Linked DNA regions of Aedes albopictus: region 2 is linked to region 1. A link is a contact called in public Hi-C data. All regions are on one chromosome and are shown on one strand. Each heading gives the region's core, a stretch centred on a gene start, on an enhancer-like site or on the middle of the called end of the contact. The rest is flanking DNA. Distances are from core to core; before and after follow the strand shown. Region 1 holds the start of LOC109426663 (probable peptidoglycan muropeptide transporter SLC46). Region 2 holds the start of LOC109426658 (protein boule).

The links. Hi-C and Micro-C count contacts between places; a contact is called where the count stands out from the background.
Region 2: a Hi-C map of embryo shows a contact between it and region 1, with 7 times the contacts expected there. The contact joins the promoter of LOC109426658 here to the promoter of LOC109426663 in region 1. A contact is called at or near these places in 3 of 3 Hi-C or Micro-C datasets (embryo, whole body and whole pupa).

The regions. Positions count from the first base shown.
Region 1 is chr2:425,676,333-425,681,646 of AalbF5, reverse strand. LOC109426663 (probable peptidoglycan muropeptide transporter SLC46) reads left to right here and starts at 3,136. Exons shown (of 7, transcript XM_019702190.3): 1 at 3,136-3,459; 2 at 3,798-4,235. The coding sequence starts at 4,094.
Region 2 is chr2:425,915,453-425,920,766 of AalbF5, reverse strand. LOC109426658 (protein boule) reads left to right here and starts at 2,677. Exons shown (of 8, transcript XM_062853578.1): 1 at 2,677-3,021.

The DNA.
Region 1 (5,314 bases), core at 1,887-4,386:
ATCATCACACATTCTATCACATTACGTCTGGCATCCACGCACCAATGCGTGAACCCTCTGCCAAAAATATTCATTTCCCAACAACACTAAAACATCTGCATGACTCAACGGCCTGAATTGGGCAAGCGATTGCAGTCATAATTTCATTCCCCTTTCATACATTGACCTGCAACCTGATGTAGCAGGCGCCATTCTCGCCTAAAAAAAGAAGATCAACAACAGTCACACCATGGACTTATTGTTGGCCGGGAGCCGGTTCAACACACGCCGACTGGAAGACGCTGCGGTAAAAAGTTCCTTCGTCGAGGAGCTAGATAACCGTGCTGCGGATATTCCAGAAGGTGGAAGCGTAGAAGATCAATGCAGCACCATCAAAAGCGCCTTCATCGTTACCGGCGAGAATATTTTGGGTGAGCTACGCACTCGGAGAAAGCAGTGGTTCACAGATGATACCTGGAGGAAGATAGAGGAGCAAAGGAACGCCAAAGCCGCGATAGAGTGAGCGAAAACACGAGGAGCCAATGCCGTAGTCCGTCAGTGCTATTCGGCGTTTGAGAAGGAAACGAAACGCTCATGTAGACTGGACAAAAGAGCGTGGGTGGATTCCCTAGCCGACGAGCCGAAAACACCGGCGACATCCGTATCGATGTTTCACGTTGCCTTAGTGAGACTAAGATGAATGCTACGATGCCCGTGAAAGACACGTATGGACGGACAGTTAAAGTATTTTAACCAATAGTCGACCCCTTAGTAGCTGAATTTTTCTATGATCGTAAAAGCATTATGATATCCTAATTGAATGGTCTTTATCAATGGTTGCGCAGCAAGATCAATATCTTTCCTACACATGTCACCCAAAAATCGTACGGAAACACCTTATATTCAATATAAAATAATTATTTTAAATCTCGATCAAATTATCCTAGAAAGGGACCCCGCGGTTACTATTGAATTGTTGGAGTCCACTATTGGTTAGATCGTATTCTCTTACCATGTTAAATCGATGGCAATAGTGGACCCCTTAGATTTAACCAACAGTGGAACCAATAGTGACTGTATGCGATAATTGGCGGTGCATCATGTTACTGTGTATCGCTCTCAAAGTCCTCCTTATCATTCTGGAGCAAATCAATGAATTCCAAGAATCTCTCTACCTGGTGTTTATTGATCACAAAGAAGTTTTCGACTGTCTCAATCACGGGAATATGTGGGAAGCGCTCAGGCGCAAGGGTCTTCCTGGGAAAATCATCAGCCTCATTGAAGCACAGTACAGGGCATTTTCATGCAGAGTACTGCACAACGGTGTTTCGTCCCATCCCATCCGGGTCGTTGCTGGAGTGAGGCAAGGATGTATACAATCACCGCTACTGTTCCTCATCGTAATCGACGAGATCCTGGTAGGTGCGATTGATCGTGAACCAAATCGTGGATTGCTTTGGCAGACCATTACCATGGAGCACATAAATGACTTCGAATTGGCTGATGACGTTGCTCTGCTACCTCAACGGCGCCCTGATATGCAGAGCAAGCTCGATGATCTTGCCAATCGCTCCTCAGCGGCAGGTCTTACCATCAACGTCAACAAGACCAAATCGTTGGATGTAAACACGGTAAACCCTTCCAGCTTTACGGTAGCTGGGCAATCAGTGGAGAATGTTGAAAGCTTCCAATATTTTGGTAGCCAAATGACGGCCAATGGCGGCACCAAGATCGACATAGATGCACGGTTCAAGAAAACGAGGGCTGCTTTTGCGAGTTTAAGAAATATATGGAAAAACTACCACATTAGTCGACGCACCAAAACTCGTTTGTGAAATCTGTGCTGCAAGACGCCAGTGAAACTTGGTGTGTATCAGTGGAGAACACTCAACGGCTGCAGATCTTCATCAATAGATGCCTGCGGTATATAATTCGTGTATGGGGACCTCACAATTGGATCTCCATCGTCGATAGTACAGTCTGTTTATAACACAGACCCGCAAAGAGTTTAACCAAATCTACCTATAGAACTGTCAAATCGGCTACCTATCGAGCACGCCAGCAAAATTATGAAAACAAAGTCTGGTGAAAAAGAAGCACAACAATCAAAAGAAGTCGTCTTTGCATTTCTCTATATATACAGTATCTAGTCGATAGTATCAAAAGCCGATAGCGACAGAAATTCGGGAGCGGAAGTGGAGGTGAGTCGGCCACACTCAGCAGGACATCGCAGCAGAGGCATACCAAGAAGCTCATGGCGGCGCAGCCTCAACAATACGCTAGTCTGTAAGAAGACGGTCATTAACCTCACACTACCTGGACCTTCTGTCCGGTAGTCTGTTGAGCAGAAAGAAAAAAAAGATCGATGAATGGAATCTAATATGGTTGAATTATGCAAGTGAACGCTACGTATCTCCCAAACAACACATTCATGGAGCCGCTTGGTTGTTTGTTTTGCTCTCCTTATGTGTATACTGTGATTTTGGAATGCATGAAGCTTTGATTGACAAATGTCAATATAAATCCAGCTTACATCTTCTTCTTCTCCTTCTTTTCTTCTTCTTCTTCTGTATGGTTTGACGTCCGCATTGGAACTTGGCCTGCCTGTCTTCAACTTAGTGTTCTTTGAGCACATCCACAGTTATTAATTGAAGGGCTTACTTTGCCTGCCATTGCATGAATTTGTACATTGTGTGGCAAGTACAATGATACACTGATGCCCAGGGAGTCGAGAAAATTTTCCCGGTCGGAACGGGAATCGAACCCGCCGTCTTCAGCTTGGCGATCCAAAACCTTAACCACTAGGCTAACTGAAGACACCAGCTTACATCATGAATCATGATAAACAAATGCGGTTGAAAAGCGATGAATTTTGGAAAAAAAAACTTTAGTTGGAATACTCTCACCTACAAAAATTGCAATTTTGGAGCAATTTGGGATTGAGAAGATTTATTGTAAATAAACAGGTATAGCAACACTTCTCACAATACACATCTTCGCTTGTTTTTAAACAGCTTAGGCTCGAGTATTTGTGACTATGCTTGCAATTCATTCCTATCTCACTGCTCACTTACTCACGACGTTAAGCTGTCGCCTCATCAACCTGGCATTGCGCATATAATATACACGCGCTCCTCTCACATAGTCCCACACACTCTCGGGTTTGTTTTGAGTCGCTGATGCGAAAAATATTCATCATTTCTGCCTTTTGCGTGTGTACTAAGAAGGTACCTTGGACTATTTACAAATCCTAACCCCTTGGAAAACAGCAGTGATAGGCGAGACTGCGAGCTGAAATCATCTGTGATAACGCACTCCAGCAAGCTAAGCAAAATAACAACGTGACCGACCAGTCAGTGGTGTTTTGATTTCGATACGCGCGAAGAATGGTGAATTAAGCTCGGCCAATAGCTACGCGTAAATGGATATGAGGATTGGTTAAATGCTTTTTTTTTTGCAAAACCGATACATCTATAGGAGGTATGTAAGGTGCAGTGCGTATATCACGCTTTCTCCCATTTATTCAGGAAGTTAGCAACATGTTTTCGGGGATCAAGTGGGCCGTTATCACTTGCAAGGATTCATTCAACGATTGTTCTGATTTGGAAACCACTTTTGCTGTTTTCGAGAGTATGGCGACAAAACCAATCATACAGGGTACTGATGCGTCATTCAGTGGCTAGTGTATATTTTTTGCAACTCTTTGTTCCCATTACAAGTCCGAATCAGAATCATCGTGCATATGAATTAAATTTGCGTTGCGGAAATGATAACTGTTCGTTTCGACCTCCACATTTGATATCAATTTTCTCTTTCAGTTTTTAGTATCACCACATTCCTAAGCGTGCAGCTTTAATCATCGAATGATTTGGAATTAGTCCCGCTGTAACCATCGTCAAGCGGCACAGAAGTCCATCAGAATGTTTTAAGGACTAGCAAAGTCAACGAACAGCCACAGTAATCCACAACCGTAGTAAGATGGTGATAAGAATCATCCGTAGGGAAAATTGCTGATAACTGCACTTGTTACAAGCAGCAGCAGCAGTGAGGTGCAAACGACACCTTTGGTCGAATCGTACGAAACGCATATCGCACTCCCAGTGACAACATTATAATGGATGGAGGTGAAGTGAGTGGTTACCTTGAAGATACGCCGACAGTGTCCAGCGGGGAGCAGAACAAGTTTGAACGAAAGTATCGCTACTTTATTCTAGAGCCAGCTATTCTGTTGCTGTTCTACGCGTGGAATGTATCGTGTAAGTATTGATAGGCTTGGTTTAATGCATGTTTTATCATAAAAAAAAATCATTCCTTCGTGAATGTCAGCTCAAAAATTATTTAAATCGATGGGTAATACACGTTTTTTTGTAAAATTAGGCCGGAACAAATCCCATTTTCTTCTTTTGTCACAGTTCTTGTTGGTTCGTCAAGGGGGGACGATAAATAATAAATATATTTAATGAAAAAATACCCAAACAGTTAGGCAAAATCGTCAAACTCATCGGATTAGTTAGGAAATTTTCTGGGCGACTCTTATTTCATCTCAAAAAATTTTAAAATTTCTTGAATAATTTATATGTGTCTCCCCTCTAAATAGAGTAATGCGGGAAAAAGAGACGAACCAGCCAAGGGCTGAAAGTCTCTATAATAAAGATAAATCAATCAATCAGTAATGCGGGGCAAAAATTCGCAGTGGGTTATTCTCTGCGCACAAGTTAGGAACCCAAGCAAACCTGTATGGGTTCGACTCATTATCTGGCACGTTCGGTTGCAAGAAATGGAGAAAACAACAACACTGTTATGTTGTAAAAGAGTTACGCAAAAAATATGTTTCTAGCTGTTTTGATGTAATTTTGGGACCTTTCGGAATAAGAATTTGTATTGACAGGAAAAAGAAGTATCTCATAACCTCTTGATGTCGAAGAATCGTTATTCCAGTAGTTCAAGAGGTGTACCCGAATGAACAAAGAACTACTTGTGCTTCTTGCAGAAAGGAACATTGTTAAAGCCTCCACAGTGGGGCAAAAGTCCGCAGTAGCTGTGGAGCAAAGTTCGCACTAGATTTCAGAATTTAGAATATCAATATAATTACAGAATCATTGAAGCAATGATGATTTTGTATAAATCTACTAAATATGTACAATATTTGAAGTATGCACCCTCAAATCCTTCCGACAGAGGGTTTGAATTTGGTTTTGGAAGAAAATAGATTATGAGGCAATCATTGTGTTCGCATATTTCAACCAACCAGCACGGATTCATGCCTGGTCGCTCTGTTACAACGAACCTGATGGATTTTGTCAATACCTGTGTTTGTCATATGGAAGCCAAGACT
Region 2 (5,314 bases), core at 1,428-3,927, 240 kb before region 1:
TTTTCGCTGAATCCTATTAATCCAAACAACCACAGTAGGGGCCCAAACAACAGCAGCTGATTCCAGAATTGACCTCACTAACGAGTAATACAGAGACCTAAGACAATATGGATCTCTAAATTCCTTGCTGAATTTGAAGATCATTCCCAGATTCCGGTAAGCTTTAGACAGGATGTTCGTGTAGTGCTCGGTGAAATGTAGTTTTGCATCCAGGAGTACGCCTAAGCCGCTTTTCATCGTGTAGTTCCATGTTAACAGATGTACTTTTCTGCTAAATGAGATAACCATACATTTCCGTACACTGATGGTCAAAGAGTTGCGTTTGCGCCAATCCTTTCCAATAGATTCCAATAGATTCCTTAAGAAACTTTTGCAGGGATTCCTTCAAAAATTCTTCGAAGCATTCTTTCAAAATACTTCCAGTGGTTATTCACAAATTCCTTCAGGTTTTTCTTCACGAACAACTCCAGAAATTCCTGCAAGAATTCCATACTACATAAATTCCATTGGAAATTCATGTTGGAATGCCTTCCGGATTTTCATACCGACCGGACATTCCAACAGAATTCCTTCAGAGCTTCCTGCATAATTTCATTCAGTAATTCCATCTAAATTCATATAGAAATTTCTTCAGGAGTTCCTCCTGGTATTAATCCATGTTCATGGTTTGTCTAATGAAAAATGTAGAATTTCTTACGGATCTTCAGGGAAATATTTTGATTAAACTTCAGACGAAACCTTTGGTAAAGTTATTGAACAATACTGGTAAAATTGAACCAATTACTAGAAATGGGTGAACAAGATCGTTTGAGGTTTCCTGAAAGATCCTAAAACTCAATGAAGTATTTTTTAAAACAAAATTCAGAAAAAAATGTAATAAATTAAAAAAACTTGTAAATGTCTTGAAGAAATCTATGCATCATTTATGTAAGGAATCTTAATAGTTATTTCTAATTATTCTGCTGTTAGTAAGATTCTTGAAATTCAAAATGTGTTCGTACTTATACTGCCCCCAATCGCAAAACAGTCCCATTTGTAAAAAGTAGGAATTCAGAAAACATTATACCTCGTTATTGTTGATATTTCTCGGTGAACTAATTCGTTCACCGAGAAATATCAACAATAAAGAGATATACTGATTAAATCCAACAAGTATTGAGGAAACAGCGTTTGAAGTTGGACAACTCGTTTCCATGTAAAATTTTGAGAAATCGTCATAATTTGAAGAATATGTCGATCATCCTGAAACTTTGCACCTTCAAACATAACTGTGGAAAATATTACGTTTACTACAAATTTATTCAGTTGTGTTACAGGGTACATAAATCCATGATGGGACTGTTATGCGGGTACTTTCAATATGAGACGCTCGTAATTTGTTTTTTTTTTTTACGCACATTGATATAAAAATCCGTAATTTTTATTATGGGTTATAAAAGTTTGTTGAAAATGTTGACTGTTCATAGCATTTACTCAAAAATGCTGAAAAGTCAAATGGGACTGATATGCGAGGGGAGGAGAGTATACTCGTATAAGAAAATAAAATTTTGTGAAATTTTGAATGAAAAAAAAATATAAGAAAATAAAAAATCGGGAGGATTTGTTTCTTCGAAACACCAAAATCCAAGTTTTACGAAAACTGAAAAAAAGAATACATAACTACAAACTTTCGCAAATTAACAATGTCCTATTGTCATGGGGCCCCAACCTGGATGCTTGCCAATGGCGCCATGGGACTACGCTACGGCTCTGCGAACTTTGAATAAAAAATCGCCAATTTAACGACAAAGTGTTACTCTACTAAACATGCCTTACCTCACTCGCCAGTATTGCTATCAACTCATCTGCTCATGAAATCTCATCTCACTCTGAAAATCAGCTACCCTTTCTCACCAAGCTTACAAGTACATATTGATGTCGAGTGAACGGTGCAAAATAAATCGTGAACGCGAAAATTCGCCGTTCACCCGCACGCTGAACCGCGCATTCCACCACTCAAATCGCCGTCGTCGTGCAGCGCGCGGTGCATGCACGCGGAGAAAGCAAGTTCCTCATCATCGTGTGTAGGACTATACCACTGACTGCCGCTGGTAGCGTCTAGTTCTCTGTATGCGTGCTCCTATTGTCGTCGTACAAGTAGGTAGTACGCAGTTATACCCATCCAGAGAAGAGCATCAAATTGTCGCATTAATGCTCCCGCAGCTGTAATTTGCGCTGGGTAATAGAGTGGACTAGGCTGATGTGGAAAAAGTGAAATATTTGGAACTTCAAACCTTACTAGTAGGAAGTAATGATACGACCTGTAAACACAGAACGTTGGGTAGTCAAAAATTCCATTAAGTTTCTTTTAATCGGGTCGTTTTTTAAATCATGAAGTGGATCCTCTTTGAACGAACAATGAACAAGGGAAATGCATTAATTTGAATTCCAATTTAAAATCATATATTTGAAGATTTATTTTTTCTTACACCTTTGATTTTTATACACGTGCTTAAAGTTCTAAAAAATACGTGCGCACAAGGAGCTCAAAAAATCATACTGTCTTGGTAACTTATTTGAAATTTCATTTAAAAGTGAAAGAAATCCATGAAATTCAGCCTCTTGTGGATCACTCTAATGAGCAACTCTCTCGCTATGGCTCGCTCGATTGTTGGACACACTTCGGGCCCAGTCTAGAGGTTCAGTCGCACATCATCGCATCAGAGAGAAGCAGCAGCAATCAGCAGTCAGCAAATAAAGCAGCGAAACCTTACCATTTGATACAAGGGAAAATAATAGGAACCAGTCAGCCAGTCAGTTTAGTGGAAAAAAGTAAGCCCGAGCCAAGAAAGAAGAAAAGCTCCCAAGAAGAGGGAGAGTAGCGCAGGGAAGCAATCAGCCAGCTGAAAAACCAGTTTAATTTTTCGCTTGCCTTCCTTAGCAAAACCCACATTCGTCGTGTCCGGTCGGTAGCTCGCTCGCTGGCGCAAGGTTTTTCCTCCTGGTTAGTGCTCGCCCAGAAAGTGTCGCGGAAAAGTGGTGGTGCGTTTTTTCCCGTCGTGCAGTGCCGTCCCGTTCGTGAAAATTGTCCTCTGCTGGTGCAGAATCGGTGTTTTTCTAGTGTCAAACGTTCACCTGCGGCGGGGTTCGACTGGCGAGGCGATTCGCACACTGTGGTGCTGCGCGGTTCTCGGGGTGAAGAGGTCGATCGTTGTGTAGTGTATACACATAGTGTGCGTTTTTTGCTGTTTTGTCAGTGCTCTGAAAACCCTGCACCTAAAGGGTGTTCACGAAAAATTCATCACTATTAATTAGTTACTATTTTGCAGCGGATTTCTTTGAAATTCAGGTCAGATAAAGTCCATCGTGATTTCGTCATGCGCTGAACTTGGGGCCTGTCCAAGGACTGTGTAGATTTTTATGGGGGAGGTGGTCTGGCCAAAGTTTACGCTTCATACAAATTTCGAAAATTTTGTAAAGCAAACTGGATGAAAAAACAGGCTTCCATTAAATAGGTAGGGGAATTGGGTTAAAGGTGCCCATGTAAAAGAAAAAGACAATTCTGTCGACGAAAAACTTCACAGTACACATTTTTTAAACACTAATCTGCAATACGATTTCGAATGTCGATTGATTTAGGTACTTTAATTTCTTGCAGTCTAAAATAATTTGCGTTGACTGATTTCAGATCATCGTCGATATTTCGGTCCATGTGTGGGACCGTCCTCAGGGCTCGGTAACCCAAGCCAACACCAAGCCGAAAACCCAAGAAATTACCAAGTTGTTTTGAGCTTGAGCATGTTTGACTGCCCGTGGATGCTACTCCATTATCGCCAGACCAGCTACACTCACACAAGGAACCAATGAGGTATCTAACTCCTCCATGGATTATTTCAGAAATTTCTCCGGGAATTCTTTCAGAAAACCATTCATGGATTCCTGACATTCTAACTGTTTAGTTTTAGTTTTAGAAAATAAAGAGTCCTGAAATCTTTCAGAAATTTCTCCAAGGACTCTTAAAAAATTCAAATGTTCCTTCAGAAATATTTTATAGAGATGCTTTATGTTCCTCCATAAATTGTCCAAAGAATTTCTATGCAGAACCATTGAAATGGCTCCATAAATAAGGACACGCAAAAATCGCCATTTTCACCGCAACCACCCCTCCCCCTCCCTTGTATGGCACACTTTTTGTATAGGTCGTGGGATTTCGGATTTCAGTCCAAGAAAAGCGTTGGTTTTCTTGGACTGAAAGCCGAAATCCCACGAGAAATAAGTCTACTTCCCAGTCGAACCTCTAAAGTTTTTGTATAGGACTCCTCTGAGATTATCACACACTTCGGAATCCCTTCCTCCTCAAAGCGTGGCGTAACTAACGGGCTTTCGCCCTTCAGAAATAACTCCAAGAATTATATTTGCACAGTTATCCCAGTGTTCGTTCAGGAATTCCTCTTTCGGACTTCTTCTATAAATTATTTATTACTAATTTTGCTTAGTAATTCCATTAGATAGTCTTTCAGTGAATTCTGAAAAAAAAAATCATGTAGTTCATGAGTTTCTCAGGGTATTCCTCTAGGTATTTCATCAGTAATTCCTCCTGAAATTCTTCCAAGGATATCATTAGGATTATTTCTTCGGATTCTTTAAGAAATTTGGAAACATTTCAGTAACAATTTCTAGAAACGTTGACGTATATTTCTTTGGAAATTTCTAGGAACCTTTACAGAAGATATAGTATGTCTCCAGACAGCCTTTCAGGGATTCCTTTAAAAATATGTTCAAGAATTCCTCCGGAAATTCTTTCCGAACTTCCTCCATGAATTATGGTCACATCTTGGAAATTTTCTAAATATTCATTAAAAAACCCTTGTAGAAATTCCACCAAGGGATTCTGGGGGAGAGTTTCCAGAAATTTCTCTAGCAACCCTTTCTAGATTTATTTCAGAAAATTCCTTGGGACTCATTCACATAATCTTCAGGAATTCGATAAACAATTTATTCAAAAATTCCTGCAGAGATTCTTTCAGACATTCCTCCATGGATTCTATTCAAAGCTTACTACAGATACTAAAGATTCCCTTCTGAAATATAACTTAGGACTCCTTCAGTAGTTTAAGGATTTTTCATAAATGTCACTAAAAGATTACACCTTGTCCTTTTTTTACGTCCATGCTTGGCTGAGCGACAAAAAATTCTACCGCTAAGACAATGAGCAAACTCAACAGTTTTATATTTTATAAACCATCTTCGTGATTAGGAGAAGTGTACAAAAATATAAGAATGTGTATTTTGATCATTATTTTGTCTTTGGATTTTTTTTTCGCCAAGCCAATAG